Linked DNA regions of Hordeum vulgare: regions 2 and 3 are each linked to region 1. Evidence: chromatin contacts called from public Hi-C data. All regions are on one chromosome and are shown on one strand. The core of a region is the stretch at or near the end of the contact, and the rest is flanking DNA. Distances in the headings are between cores, read along the strand shown.

Region 1 (4,430 bases), core at 1,165-3,664:
TACGCGAATATAATTATCAATCGTTTCCTCCAGAACTTTGCTCGGCACCCCATCTAGATTTGCCTTCACTTGTGCCAATCTTAAGTTCTTCAGTAATCTACTCACTCTTTTATTTCCGTTGTTGTGGTAAAGGTTTCATTCAAAGTTTTGAAAGAAAATTTGAATCTCTCATTTACCCACCCTCTAGTTGATGTACCCTCGGTCCTTACAATGAGTTTATCAAGCTCAGCGGTCAACTCTGTGTTATTTTTTCAATAGCGTTAGCTCTCTTGGTTGTAGCCCCGTCAACATGCCATTAGGCATGGTTTTATTGCATTTCATCAAGCAAATTTTTAACATCTTCAATGGGCTTATCTATAATAGTTCCTCTTGCAATAGTTCAAACATAGTTTTCAATAGATTTAGGGTATTATAAAACATATGAAGAATTGACCATTCTTCCATTCTATGGTTAGGAAAATTCCTTATAGCCTCCTTCATGCGATGCCACGCAAGCACTAGTGGCTCACGGTCTTCTTGCTTAAGACTTGTTATGTGTAAACAAAGTTGCATAATTTTTACACATGTGCAAAACTTAGATAAAAACTTACTGTAACAATCAGTTCATGGAGTTATATTACCTCTAGGTAAAGCTATAAAACATTATCTTGCTTTTCCTCTCAAGGAGAAAGGAAATATATGTAACTTTAAAACGTCAAGATCATAATCTTTAAGATATGACATGTTGTAAAATTCATAAAAAAATATGGTTGAGCTCCTAAAGTCTATATTTGCTCAACAAAAAGTCAAACAATATACTCTCTGTTTTTAAATATAAGTTCTTTTAAAGATTTTCAATATGAGATACATATAAAACAAAATGAATAAATATATACTTTAAAATATGTATACATACACTCATTATGTAGTCCGTATTAAACACTTAATAGCACGCTATAACACCACTAATAGCACGATATAGCGTGTAGAGAATTGACTTGCTAAATTGATCAGTGTACAATGTCTCGTCAATAACACGCTATAGCACGCTAATAGCATATTTTTAGGGGTCATGTTATTTTGTATAACGCGCTATTTTTTTTTGTATTTATGAGCATATGGGTTGATTTATTTTTTTGCGGGAGGGTCCATCCCAAAATAAGTGACTCAAATTTACACTAACTTTATTACAAAGTTGAGTCGTTTTTTAGTCATTTATTTTATTTTGAAAGAGAGGGAGTATTATTTTCAGGAGAAGTGCACGCACTGTACCCCGCGAAAAGAAGGAGCAGAACAAAACGTTCACCAAAACGGCGCCCATCTCCATGGCATTGCCGGCAAGTGTCATCGTCGCTTGCCTGCTTTGGCCTCCGTACGAACGCGGTGATGGATCCAACACACACACACACACGCAGGAGGTGGGTCTACGCGACGGCACCTAAAATATCCTCCACCATCGACACGACGAAACCTAGGCGAAAAGAAAAAAAAACAGCAAGAGCTCCACCAACGCGTAAAAGTAAACTTTTTTATTGGCAGTCCACCTTTGCAAGAAACAAGCTCTAGCTCACGAGTTTACTATCCAGCCCGGTGGCCAGAGAGGAACGGGCCCCCCTGCCCCGTCACCCCACGGCAAGCGACTAGTCAGCCGCCCTCGACAGCGTGGGGGAATACGCTCGCCGACTTCTTTCCGGTCCGTTGCGCGCGAATACGTACGCCCGCGCCGTCGCGCGTCCGTTACTGCCCGCCGTGGCCGTGCCGTGCCGCAAGGCGGGGGCGGGGCGACACGACAACCCCCACCGCCATGTGGATAACGGCGATCTCTGAGCAGCCGCGCTAGCTGGGGCCGGCGTCGCTTTCCGCCCTTATCGGCTCCGGGGAGATCCAACCGCTGCCCACCGCGTGGTTCCGTTTCCATTTCCCTTGGCTGGGGTGGACACGACTCCCCCTCCCCCTTTTCCGTCCTAGCCGCCCGGCCCGCAGACATCTTCGCTCACCTGACGATTAAATACGTTCCAATTTTTCTGAGGGACCCAGCAGTATGTAGTACTAGTAGTCTAGCAGCAGCAGCAGCATCTCATTGGTGTATACGTAACATAAATGTACCACCGGTACTTGTACTTGCACAGTAGTCCTTGCGACGGTATGGGCTGGTCGACGATACGTATGTGGAATTGAGGGGGGGGAGGGAGAGAGGGAGGGCGCCGCGCAGTGATGGAGGGGATTGGATGGACACGGACGATTTTTCTCGGGGTGTGGGGGTGGATTTAAAAGGGGGCAAGCTAGCCACCAAAAAGGGTGTCCCCGCAGGGCAGTAAACGGCAGGGCGAGGCCACGTGCGCACGAATCACGGCGCGGAATCCGACGGCGGCCAGGGGACGCTACCCACCCCGCACCCAAAAGCCAACGTGCCGGATTGGCACCGCGCGGTACACACCACCCCACCCCCCCTCCCCACCCGAGCGAGGGAGCACCGCACCGCACCGCCAACGCCTCATCCCGATGCCGCGGCCGCTCTGACTCCCTCTCATCCATCTCCCCACACCCCCAACCCCCAATCGAAAGCAAGCCAACCCAGCCAGCCAGCCAGCGAGAGAGGAAGCGAAGAAAGGAGGAGAGAGAGGGAGGGAAAAAAAAATCTTCCGTCCACCGCCTCCGCCGCCGCCGCGCCCTCCGTTCGCCTACGCGGGTCTGGGCGCCGATAAGGGCAGCTGGAGGACTGTCAGCTGAGCGGAGCGGCGGCCGCGGCGCCAGATCGACCGGGGATGCCGCCCAATCCGACGGAGCCGGAGCAGCCGGAGGCGGCCGCGACGCCGGCGCCGCCCAAGAAGAAGAGGAACCTCCCCGGGACGCCAGGCGAGAGCGCGTGCTTCGGATTTTGCGGGGTTGTTGGTACGGCTCGCGCGAGCTTTCTTAGTCTGACGGTGGTCGGTTTCCGTGTGCTTGTGCAGATCCGGACGCGGAGGTGATCGCGCTGTCGCCGGGGACGCTCATGGCGACCAACCGGTTCGTGTGCGAGGTGTGCGGCAAGGGCTTCCAGAGGGACCAGAACCTGCAGCTGCACCGCCGGGGGCACAACCTTCCGTGGCGGCTGCGGCAGCGCGGCCCCGGGGCGGCGCCGCCGCGCCGGAGGGTCTACGTCTGCCCGGAGCCCGGCTGCGTGCACCACTCCCCCGCCCGCGCGCTCGGGGACCTCACGGGTATCAAGAAGCACTTTTGCCGCAAGCACGGCGAGAAGCGATGGGCCTGCCCACGCTGCGGCAAGCGCTACGCCGTCCAGGCCGACCTCAAGGCCCATGCCAAGACCTGCGGCACCCGCGAGTATCGCTGTGACTGCGGCACGCTCTTCACCAGGTACTACTTCCAGCTCGGTTCCCCCCAATTTCGATGGCTCCTTTTTCCTTCCCTTGAGGGACAAATGTTTGTACTTTTGTTTCATTCATCAGTCGGCGTGCTGGATTGATTCAGGAGAGACAGTTTCGTGACACATCGCGCTTTCTGTGGCGCTCTCGTCGAGGAGACAGGCAGGGTGCTTGCTGTTCCGACGCCGCCTTCGCCTCGGCCACCTGATTTGGAGGAGGTTGAGGAGAATGTAGACAAGGACAAGGAAAAAGAAGAGGAGAATGTGGATAAGCACAAGGAGAAGGAAGATGAGGAGGGCAAGGGGGGAGAAGATGAAAATGAGACTTCTGCCGTGGCCGAGGTGGATGAGCCGCAGCACATTGAGGCAACAAGGGAGGAGCCACAGCCACAGCCACAGCGGACTCCGTCGCCGCCATCTCCAATGCCACAGGAGCAGCACCCAATGGTGGCAATTGTGCCAAATTTGGATGGTATGCTTCTTTTGCATTTTGCAATGTGTTTGTCTTACTACCTATTCATAGACCATGTTAGATTTATAGCAAACTCATTCTCCCTAATCCATCTTTATTTCTTATCACTAGCAAAAAAAGGAATGCATCAGTCTTGTTTCTTTCCCAATTTAGCTAGCCTTATGATCATTCAGTCAACAATGATGAGTGACCTGTTCTTTTGTACCATGCCTATATGTTACAGAGCCAGTGGTGGTTGTGGAGCCAATTGTGGATATCAAGCAAGAGGAGGAAGATAAGCGAGATGAAGATGTTTGCTTCCAGGAAGCAGATAATTACGGCGATGCTGAACTAGAAGACTCCAACTTGCCAGATAATGATACCCCGATGCCTCCTTGTTTCCTCCCATCGCCCTCGGATGCCATTGGTACAGATGGCAGCAGCACCAGTTGTGGCACAGTCAGCAGCGCATCCAATTCCATCGTGCCAGCAACGACGACTAGCACATTTGCGGGGCTGTTTGCATCAGCCACAAAAAGCACCACTCCCCAGAGCAGATCGCTGCGTGATCTTATCGGTGTTGATCCCACCTTCCTTTGCCTTGCAATCGGCACACCATCCTCTCTGTTCCCGCAGACA
Region 2 (4,170 bases), core at 1,338-3,837, 320 kb after region 1:
ACCAACCACTAACCTGATACAGTATTGTTATAATCATCCAATACACATGTTGGTTACTCCCTGAATGAATTTAAATTTTAAAACAAACAAACCTGCCTCCAGTGGATGAGCATAGATCAGTGCACTGCATCTGCACAGGCCCTGCAATACCTGAAACCCATGAAACCTTTGGACGTAATGCGATTTGAAAACTTTCTCTTTCATTTCTTGCCGCCAAAAGGTTGACCTGAAGGGATTTTGGAAGGGACAAAATAAAATATGAGGAATCTAATAGTAACAGAGAAGTACAAAATCATAAAGTAGTAGAATTGATGAACAGCACCATATCCCAAGTAAAAGTCAAAAGAAGAAGAAAGTCAGAAGGAACAGAAATATGGCACGACACTAGAACATTCTGCATATTGCTGTGAAGCAAGAGATAATATGTCCTTCTAGCAGTGTTAATAAAATTAAGTGCAGCTTACCTGTTCTAGAGGTCGAGGTGCTTCTTGTTGGCTAACATTTGCTGTGCTGGGCATAGACCACACATGCAAAAGATCTGTCGAATGTACCTTTGTAGGGTCAATCACACTAGTACCTAGATGAGACCCCTGTAAGCCTCCATGCACCCAGCCATAACTAGTCCCTCCTCCAGCTACACCCTCCACAGGTGGTACAGATATTTCTTCCGTCTTATTTCCTGGCATAAGAACAAAAAATATCTATGACAGGCGACATAACCAGAATTTAAGTTCCAGACCTTCCTTCATTGCTGATAAATGTAAGTCAAAATCTCAAATCTACACAAAAGAATAGTTATCAACCAGTAGTTCTTGTATGCATAAGTCATTTCCAGTTGTGACATACAATGAATGCAATGAACTCATACACACAGTTGTTATTGTTAAGCTTCATGCACTAGCCAACGCAACCAAAAGTCCGAACTGATGGAAAGGGCTAGGAAATCCACATATACACTTCAACAGTTATATGAGGCTCCAATACTTGTATTTCAGAACAAACAGACTGAGAAAATATTGACTGTGCAAGTTATGCATAAACTATGTAAGCTTTTAAATATTGTGCCTGTTTTCCTGATGCAACTAGAACACCTTCATCATGGTGCACATGCCTTGTACAACTAAACCATAATTCCTGGGTTATAGCTTACAACTAGGGAATTAGGCAAACGGACAGTTAGGTGAATCATTGGCTACCATCTCCTAACATTGTCTGAATCTGAACCCAAAGTGCCTGATAAATATGGATGCATGGATTAGTCCCAGTTCTACGAGGAGTCGAAATTCAGTTGTACGCAGATAACCAGGATATCGTATAGTATAGGTGAGCGTCATTAAGCTCGCATGGAGTGGGTGCCTAAGAATTCAATAAGCTGGGAGAGAGGGAAAAAATAGGTAGGCTTTTTACGCATTCACTCAGTGGGATGATGCCTTACATGATTCATTTCTTAGTTTGCAATCGCATCTGCTTGCTGGAAACTATGTGTGAACCAACAGATGGATTCGGTTTGCAGGTGATCACTAAACTGAACGGGTACACTCTCTTAAGCTCAGAACTGAGAACAGCATGGGATCAGACAAATGACCAATCCCATCTGAAATCCAGTTGTACGCAGATAACCAGGATATCATATAGTATAGGTGAGCGGCATTAAGCCCGCATGGAGTGTGTGCCTAATGACCAATCTGTGCCCTTAGGTGATCACTAAACTGAACGGGTACACTCTCTTAAGCTCAGAACTGAGAACAGCATGGGATCAGACCAATGACCAATCCCATCTGAAAATAATAATTGAAATCCACACTAGCTACAACACCTCCACCCAAGCTGTGCTCAGTGATGAGGCTGGAGCCAAACTTATAATCGTAATGCTGATATATACGACGATAACCGACCCTTGTATACACGCGGATGCCGAGGGTAACAGCGAGCAAGCTCGACGCATTGCGCGGCACAAGGCAGCCTCAGCTCGTGCGCGGTAGATTTCAGCCTCGCCACCGCCGACACGCGAACACCGGCGCTCGCTAGTCCTACTGCGGCAGCTCCCACGCGCGAAGCAGCTGAAGCAAACGGAGACAAAATGGGCGCAGGGGGGGTCGGACCGGACGGGCGATCGAGCTGTCCCGGGCAGCAATCCAGTTGGACGAGGCCGCGGAGAGAGGGGCGGGCGTACCTGCGGCGGAGCTGGGGTCGCTGGATTCCATGGCGCCGGCGGCGGGGAGCGATCGGGTCGGTCGAGGAGGTGGCGCAGAGCGTGGGCTGCTCTGTTGGATAGTGGGGGAGGGGGGATGAGGGGAAGGAGGTGGGGAATGGGGGGGAAGCGAGGACGGTTTCCTTTGTTGATGGTGCTGTCCAATGTCCCGACTCCCGAGAGAAGGACGAGGGCCCCACCCCACCACGGAGCGGAACCACGTCGCCCCGAGCGCGGGGGGGCGCACGCGCGGCCCGGAGCACCGAGCCCGGCCGTGGCGGCCTCTCAATGATCGATCGATCGCGCCGGCGACCGCGTGTGCCGCGCCGCGCGGCTTGCGAAATCGCCTTTGTGCTATGCGGTGGCGTGGTACCGTGCGTGTGTGTCTGCCTCTAGAAGACGCGCCCAATTGAGTATTGTCCCGCTTCAGATTAGAATCGTCAGTCAGCAGCTCATTTCATCTTGGGCAGATGCGATCTAAATCCTGTTTCACAGCTACTGTACCTTGCTTCCATTATTCAGATCAGACCATTCTCGGCCAGTAGCATGTCAGGGGCAGACTACTACGGTTTCAGACACTTTTTACACCTTCCAAGGACACATGCTGGTTGCTGCACAGCCGTTCTAACTGCAGCTTGTAATCCCTAATTATCCTGCACCTTTTCCCACCAAACAGAAACGACATATAAACTGATGACGCACGTAACAAAAAATGGAAAAGAACTGAACGGACAAGCCTGAGACGGAAGATTCCTCAGGATACACTCAACTGTGAAGTCACCGGTTACAGCCGTTAACATAGCTCACAGCACCCATCAACCGTGCCTTCAGGTAAAATCATCTCACGCTTAACACTAATCTAAACGAGCAAGCAGAATCCACAAGATACACGAGCCATACAAACCAACCCACAGTTACATTGCAAAAATTCCCGTCTAGGGCTGCATGGCGTCATCCCCATCTGAATCCCCTTGCACTTCACTGAACATGTAGTCACTCTGGCTGTCGATCAAGAACTGTGTCGATCTCTTCACGTCCAGAAACAGGTGGTACACCCGGCTTATGTCCTCCATCTCCACCACCTTGCCCTTGCGCTTCTGGCAGGCCAGGCCGGCAGAAGTGATAAGCTGGATCGCGTACCTGAGCGAGGTCTCGGTACCAATCTTCGTGAGCAGATCCTTGCCCTCGGCAGACATTTCAACGTCTTCTTCCTCGCACCTGATGTCTAAGATCTTCCGGATCTCCTCCGCCGAGTATGGCTGTGTCGTGATGATCAAGAGGCGGTCGAGGAAATCGGTCGGTATACCATGTGGTGACCGGTAATTGGTCCCGCGTATGGTTGTAATGCCTCGATTCGTCGCAATAACGAGGATCGGAGCCATGTCATTCTCCAAAGCACGGTTCAGGAAGGAGAAACACTCGATGTCTAGCATGTGGACTTCATCGATAAACAGAACACCAGGAACAATCTCAGCCTTCCCTTCCTCTCTCCACTCGGCAACTTTTGTGTCAATCTGCTCCCTAACCTCTGCACGAATCTCACCAGTGTCACCAGTGAAGAGTGCAAGGAAGCCTTGTGTCCTGAACAGGAATAAAAAGATAACAAAAATTAGTTAGTTGGGAATTAAATTCCTAAAGCAAACTACACTCGAATATGCATATGAAACAAAATACTCTTTTGTATCAGATGATATGATCAAGGATGGGAAGGCGGGGAAGAAAACTTTGCTGGTATAAACAAGATTGTAACAGAGAAGTTTGAAAAGGTTCAAAACTATCCAAAGAAGCAGTATCATCTAAGAGAAGTAAAATCAATAGTTTCACATAGAAGACCTTTAGCTAATAACAGCATAAATATCGGTAGCACATATCTGCAGAATGTATGGATGCAAAAAATATGCATCTTTGAGAACAGCTTCTGTTTCCTTACAAATGTATCATCTAACTTGTATCAATAGGATTGACTTATGTTCATGGAA
Region 3 (4,823 bases), core at 2,089-4,588, 330 kb before region 1:
TGGTAGAAAGAAGGATAACTATGAGACGGATGGGTTACCGTATTTAAGTGGATGAGGCAGATTGTGTGTGCGGTGATGGATTTTGATGTTATTATTTTTCGCCCGGTGCAACGCACGGGCATTTGTACTTGTAAGGATCACTCGGGCATGCTAGCGCGTGCACTGTTACTTCGTCGGTGAAGGAAGCTAGAGTCGCGCTGTGTTGAGGGGGGTTACGAGATGATTTTGCAGTGCTTAATTGGATATTAGTGAGGCCATGGGCCCACCATAAAATTCACGAGGGTGTTTGTTTAGGCCTTTTAGGGTGAAAGATGTTTGGTCAAAATCACTAATTGAGCAATACTTTTTTAAAGTTACTTTCACATTCTGAGGTTGCGATAAATGACGCATTGTATGATTTTAGTTGTCACATTCTGAAGTTTTTCTTGTTTTATAGATTCATTAATTTAAAATGTTTTATTTTTTAAACCATGCGTCTAAATTGTGAACCATTTTTATCGTAGGTTTTCTCACGTTAAGATCTTTAAAAACTAGATTTCATGTTGATGCATTTTGTTAAACTTTTTTAAACAAAAAATAGATAGAAAAGTCTTAAAAAACTGCGCTTTTGCGAAAACAAATCAGTGTCATTCGTGAAAAGCAAAACCGTGTCTTTCACGGAAAAAAAGAAAACATCTTTTTTCATTTCCCAGAGGCGCGGTCGTGCCTTCCGTGGATGCAAAACCGTGTCTCTTGCAAATAAAACGTGTTGTCTTGGTTTCCAAGAGGCACGACCGTGTTTCTCGCGGAAAAAAAATCCGTACCTCTTGCATAAGCAAAAACAATGCTCATGTAGAAAAATAAACATGTTTTTTTTTCATTTAAGCATGACCGTGCCTCTCGTAAAAGGAAATCCATGCATCTAGCGGAAGAAAAAATGTATCTTTCGAGAAAGGAAAGAAAGAAAAACATGTTTCTTTCTATTTTCGAGAGGATGACCGTGCCTCTCGTGAAAGCAAATTCGTGTCTCTCGAGAAAGAAAAAAAGGAAAACATATTTTTTCATTTTCAAGAGGCCTCTCGCGGAAACAAAATCCGTGCCTCTTGAAAAAAAGTGTTTTCCTGTGCAAAAAGAATCAAATCTTTTTCATTCAAAATATAAGAAAGATAGGCGGAAAACCGAAACACCAAAAGTATCCAGAAAAAATCATGTAAACCCAAAATTACGAGCGATTATTTTCTAGAAGGAAACGTTCAAAACGCGATACGTGACTACGGCTGAAAATGCATAAAATGACGACGTCTCACAATGACCCTTGAGAGGCTCTTGAAGGAGAGCTCCTGAGATAGTTGCTCCGATGTTTCGTAGGTCTGTCATTTTTCATTCTAGGGCTACCTATCCTTAGTTCAAATCTTTAGGGCTTCCAACTCAAAGGAAATATTCCCGCAAAAAAACTCGAAGGAAATATGTGGGCACACAAGCTGACGAAGGTTGGTCAGTACCCATAACTCGAAAAAAAGGGTTGGCCAGAAGCGGGAGAAGGAACTTGTATTGACCGTTTTGTACGTCCAACAGCGCGCACATGCACAGACGTCCTGCGACCCGGACCAGCCATTAGCACTTTCACAACTTAAAAAACTCATTGAAACGGACGAGGCGCTGCCACTAAAACGGACAAGGCGAGTACTACTTGTCATAAAATCACATTCCTTTAAGATACCACCTAAGCGACATGTTTAATAGAACTTTTACAAATATTTGATTTTTTTGAAAATTTTGGAAAACAATCCAATGCCGAATATTTTTGGAAATAACAATGAATTCTCATATTCCATGTATTTTTTATTCTGAATGTTTTGGAAAATTTGAACAAATTTTGAAACAACAATCATTTTTTGAAATCCATGAACATTTTTTTTCATTTCTGCTTATTTCCTTCCTTTTTTCTGCGTTTTTCCTTTTACTTGTGCATTTGAAGCAAACAATTATTTTTTAATTTGAAGAACAATTTTTTTAAAATCTAGAACATTTTTTGAATTCATGAGGGAAGTTTGAAAAATGATAAAATTATTAAATTTGGAACTTTTTTAAAAGCAAGATCATTCGAAATTTAAGAAAAAATTTAAAGCACAAGCATTTTTTGAATCTTGACAACAAATTTTGAAACTAAAAACAATTTCGCAAAGTTGTGAAGAATTTTTTAAAGCATGAATATTTTCTAAATCTTGAGAACAAAATTTTGAAAAAGTGAACAAATTTTTAAAGAACGAACATTTTTTCAATCTTGAGAACAAATTTGAAACAGAGAACAATTTTGAAAAATCCTAAACAAATTTGGAAGCGCGAACAATTTTTTAAAGCATGAATATTTTTTGAATATTGAGAACAAAATTTAGAAAAGGATAATTTTTTTAAAACCCCGAACTAATTTGAAAGAGCGAACAAATTTTTAAAGCACGACCATTTTCTTAAGAACAAATTTTGAAACCGAAAACAATTTTGAAAAATCCGGAACAAATTTGGAAGCACGAACAAGTTTTCAAAGCACGAACATTTTTTGAATCTTGAGAACAAAATTTTGAAAATGAGAAGAATTTTTAAAAAACCCCGAACAAATTTGAAAGAGGGAGCAGATTTTTAAAGCATGATTTGTTTTTGAATCTTGAGAACAAATTTTGAAACCAAGAACAATTTTGAAAAATCCTGAACAAATTTGGAAGCGCAAACAATTTTTGAAAGCACGAACATTTTATGAATCTTGAGAACAAAATTTTGAAATCGTGAACAATTTTGAAAAAACCAAACAAATTTAAAGCACGAACATTTGTTGAATCTTGAGAACAAATATTGAAACTGAGAACAATTTTGGAAATTGCTGATCCAATTTAGAAACGCGAACAATTTTTGAAAGCAGAAACAGTTCTTGAATCTTAAGAACAAAATTTTGAAATGGAGAACATTTTTTTTAAAGGGAAAATTTGGAAGCGTGAATAACTTTTTAAAGCACTAACATTTTAAATCTTAAAAATAAATTTAAATCTTAATAACACATTTTGAAACTGAGAACAAATTTTCAAAAATATAGAACTTTTTTTTAAATCAAGAACATTTTTAGGAAAGAAATAGAAAAGAAAAGAATAAATAAAAAATAAAATAATAAAACCTGTACAGGGATCCTTCTAAAAGTTTGCCGAAACCGAAAAAATCCGATTGAAATCTCTAGAAGGTTCCCGAAATCGGGGCGCTGCAACCCGTAAATGGTTCAGCCCATTTAAAGTCGCCAGCTTCTCCGTTCTGTACGAAGCTGGACATCGCTTCGCACAAGAGCGGCAGTTCTTCTCTCTCGCTCATAGGGGAAAAAAGGAGGCTACGGCCAGGTCTCGTCTCCATTCTCAAAATGCAACACGAACGGGGAGAGGTGGCAGCTTTTTTTCGAACCGGGGTTTTCTCCTTTCCGTTATAGATATAAGGGAAATACAATGTCTTTTTTGAACCAGAACCAAAAAAGCTAGGCAAAGGAAAAAAACGAGTTCAGGACAATACTAGAAAACCCACCGTGTGTACGTGTCATCAGAACACAAAATATGAGGAGAGGTGACAGCTGACAAGGCCATCTATTTTGGGTTGCTAAATGGATTCTGGAACGTGTGAGCTCCTTAGTCCGAAAGGAAAGAGAAAAACTGTTTCATGTTGCAGTCACGGAGATGAGATAGATCGTAATTGAAAGGGATAAGAACAACTTCAACCGGCTAAATCAAATGAACATATGCTATGTTTGTATTTTGTTCGTTTGAATCGGTCCAACAGACATCCGTGTTGGTTTTTATAACTTGGCCTGCGCTTGCATCCAACACGACTAGCGATCCATTTTTAGACGACGCAAAAAAAATATGTGAACATTTGAAATATATTAAAACCATCAATTAAACATTTAAGAAGATAGCCTACATTATATTAAACATAAAATTAAATAAACAAAAACAAGAAGACGCGCTGTCCTAGATGTCCTCCTCGTCGCCGTCATTCAGACTCGTGAGGTCGACTAGCACCGGCGTCGGGCCAGTCCAGCGGAAGGTCGTCTCCGAGTCAGCGACGATGTGCTCCGCCGGTCATTGCATCGTCGCTCGCTGGGCAGCACGTCGCTCCTCCTCCTTAGCTTCGGCCTACGCTCCATCAACTCGATCCGTCGGGCCTCTGCGTCCTCCTCTGACACCGCCACTGCCGTGAGTGCTCTAGGTAGGCCGCCTCCTGCTTTGGAGTCGCACTCAACCAGACGGGTGGTGCGCTGACCCACTCGCACGCCACCCCGTTCCAGGTGTACAGCTCAGGCCTGAGAACCAGCGACCCTAGCTCGACAGGGGCAGGCGGGGCCTGCGGCGGCACGATGCAGTCGCCGGCAGCGAAGAGCGCAATGGCCCCCGTCAGCTGCTTATGACATGCCTCCTTCTCCTTCTCCTTCACTCGCGCCTCTTCCTCGCTCGCAAGCAAGACAGCCGCCAGCGCGTTCTTGTACGCAGCCTCCGCCTCCTGGTCTTCTTCGCGCACGACGAGGGGCGACGGCGCTCCAGCCACCACGTCACGGACGCCACGTCGGCGCTGCTCCTCGCACTCCCATGCGAACCAGGCCTCCCAGTCAAGGGAGTTTATAGCGTAGACGGGGTTGTGTCGATGATCTGGCATCGGGTGGTCCCGTCGGCGCCTCACCTCCTCCGCAAGCGCCCGCACCGATCGCGGCACCGCTGGCACTGGGATCCTCTCCTGATCCAAATGCCAGTCGTGCGGCAGCGTAACGACGGGGTAGGGGAGGGAACGCGGTGTTCCCAGTACCACCTCGCCTGGTGCAC

What was found. Hi-C and Micro-C count contacts between places; a contact is called where the count stands out from the background.
Region 2: a Hi-C map of seedling shows a contact between it and region 1, with 2.7 times the contacts expected there. The contact joins the promoter of LOC123425565 here to the promoter of LOC123425564 in region 1. A contact is called at or near these places in 5 of 6 Hi-C or Micro-C datasets (leaf and seedling) and 1 of 1 datasets of contacts at active chromatin or transcription factors (embryo).
Region 3: a contact with region 1 is called in a Hi-C map of leaf, with 4 times the contacts expected there. The contact joins the enhancer-like site here to the promoter of LOC123425564 in region 1. A contact is called at or near these places in 2 of 6 Hi-C or Micro-C datasets (leaf and seedling) and 1 of 1 datasets of contacts at active chromatin or transcription factors (embryo).

What each region holds. Positions count from the first base shown.
Region 1 is chr2H:139,464,321-139,468,750 of MorexV3_pseudomolecules_assembly, forward strand. It overlaps LOC123425564 (zinc finger protein ENHYDROUS-like), which reads left to right and starts at 2,415. Exons shown (of 5, transcript XM_045109254.1): 1 at 2,415-2,835; 2 at 2,931-3,333; 3 at 3,448-3,812; 4 at 4,036-4,430. The coding sequence starts at 2,745.
Region 2 is chr2H:139,785,213-139,789,382 of MorexV3_pseudomolecules_assembly, forward strand. LOC123425565 reads right to left here and starts at 2,588. Exons shown (of 16, transcript XM_045109255.1): 1 at 2,174-2,588; 2 at 465-679; 3 at 93-226; 4 at 1-13. The coding sequence starts at 2,204. LOC123425566 (ruvB-like 2) reads right to left here. Exons shown (of 2, transcript XM_045109258.1): 2 at 2,900-3,772. The coding sequence ends at 3,127.
Region 3 is chr2H:139,136,788-139,141,610 of MorexV3_pseudomolecules_assembly, forward strand. No RefSeq gene overlaps it. Among protein-coding and RNA genes, the nearest start is that of LOC123429799, 40 kb to the right of the region's middle. Within about 2 kb of position 3,339, at least 2 of the 3 cell types and tissues checked have open chromatin away from gene starts, as enhancers often do. A contact at or near this core is called in seedling, where this site is marked.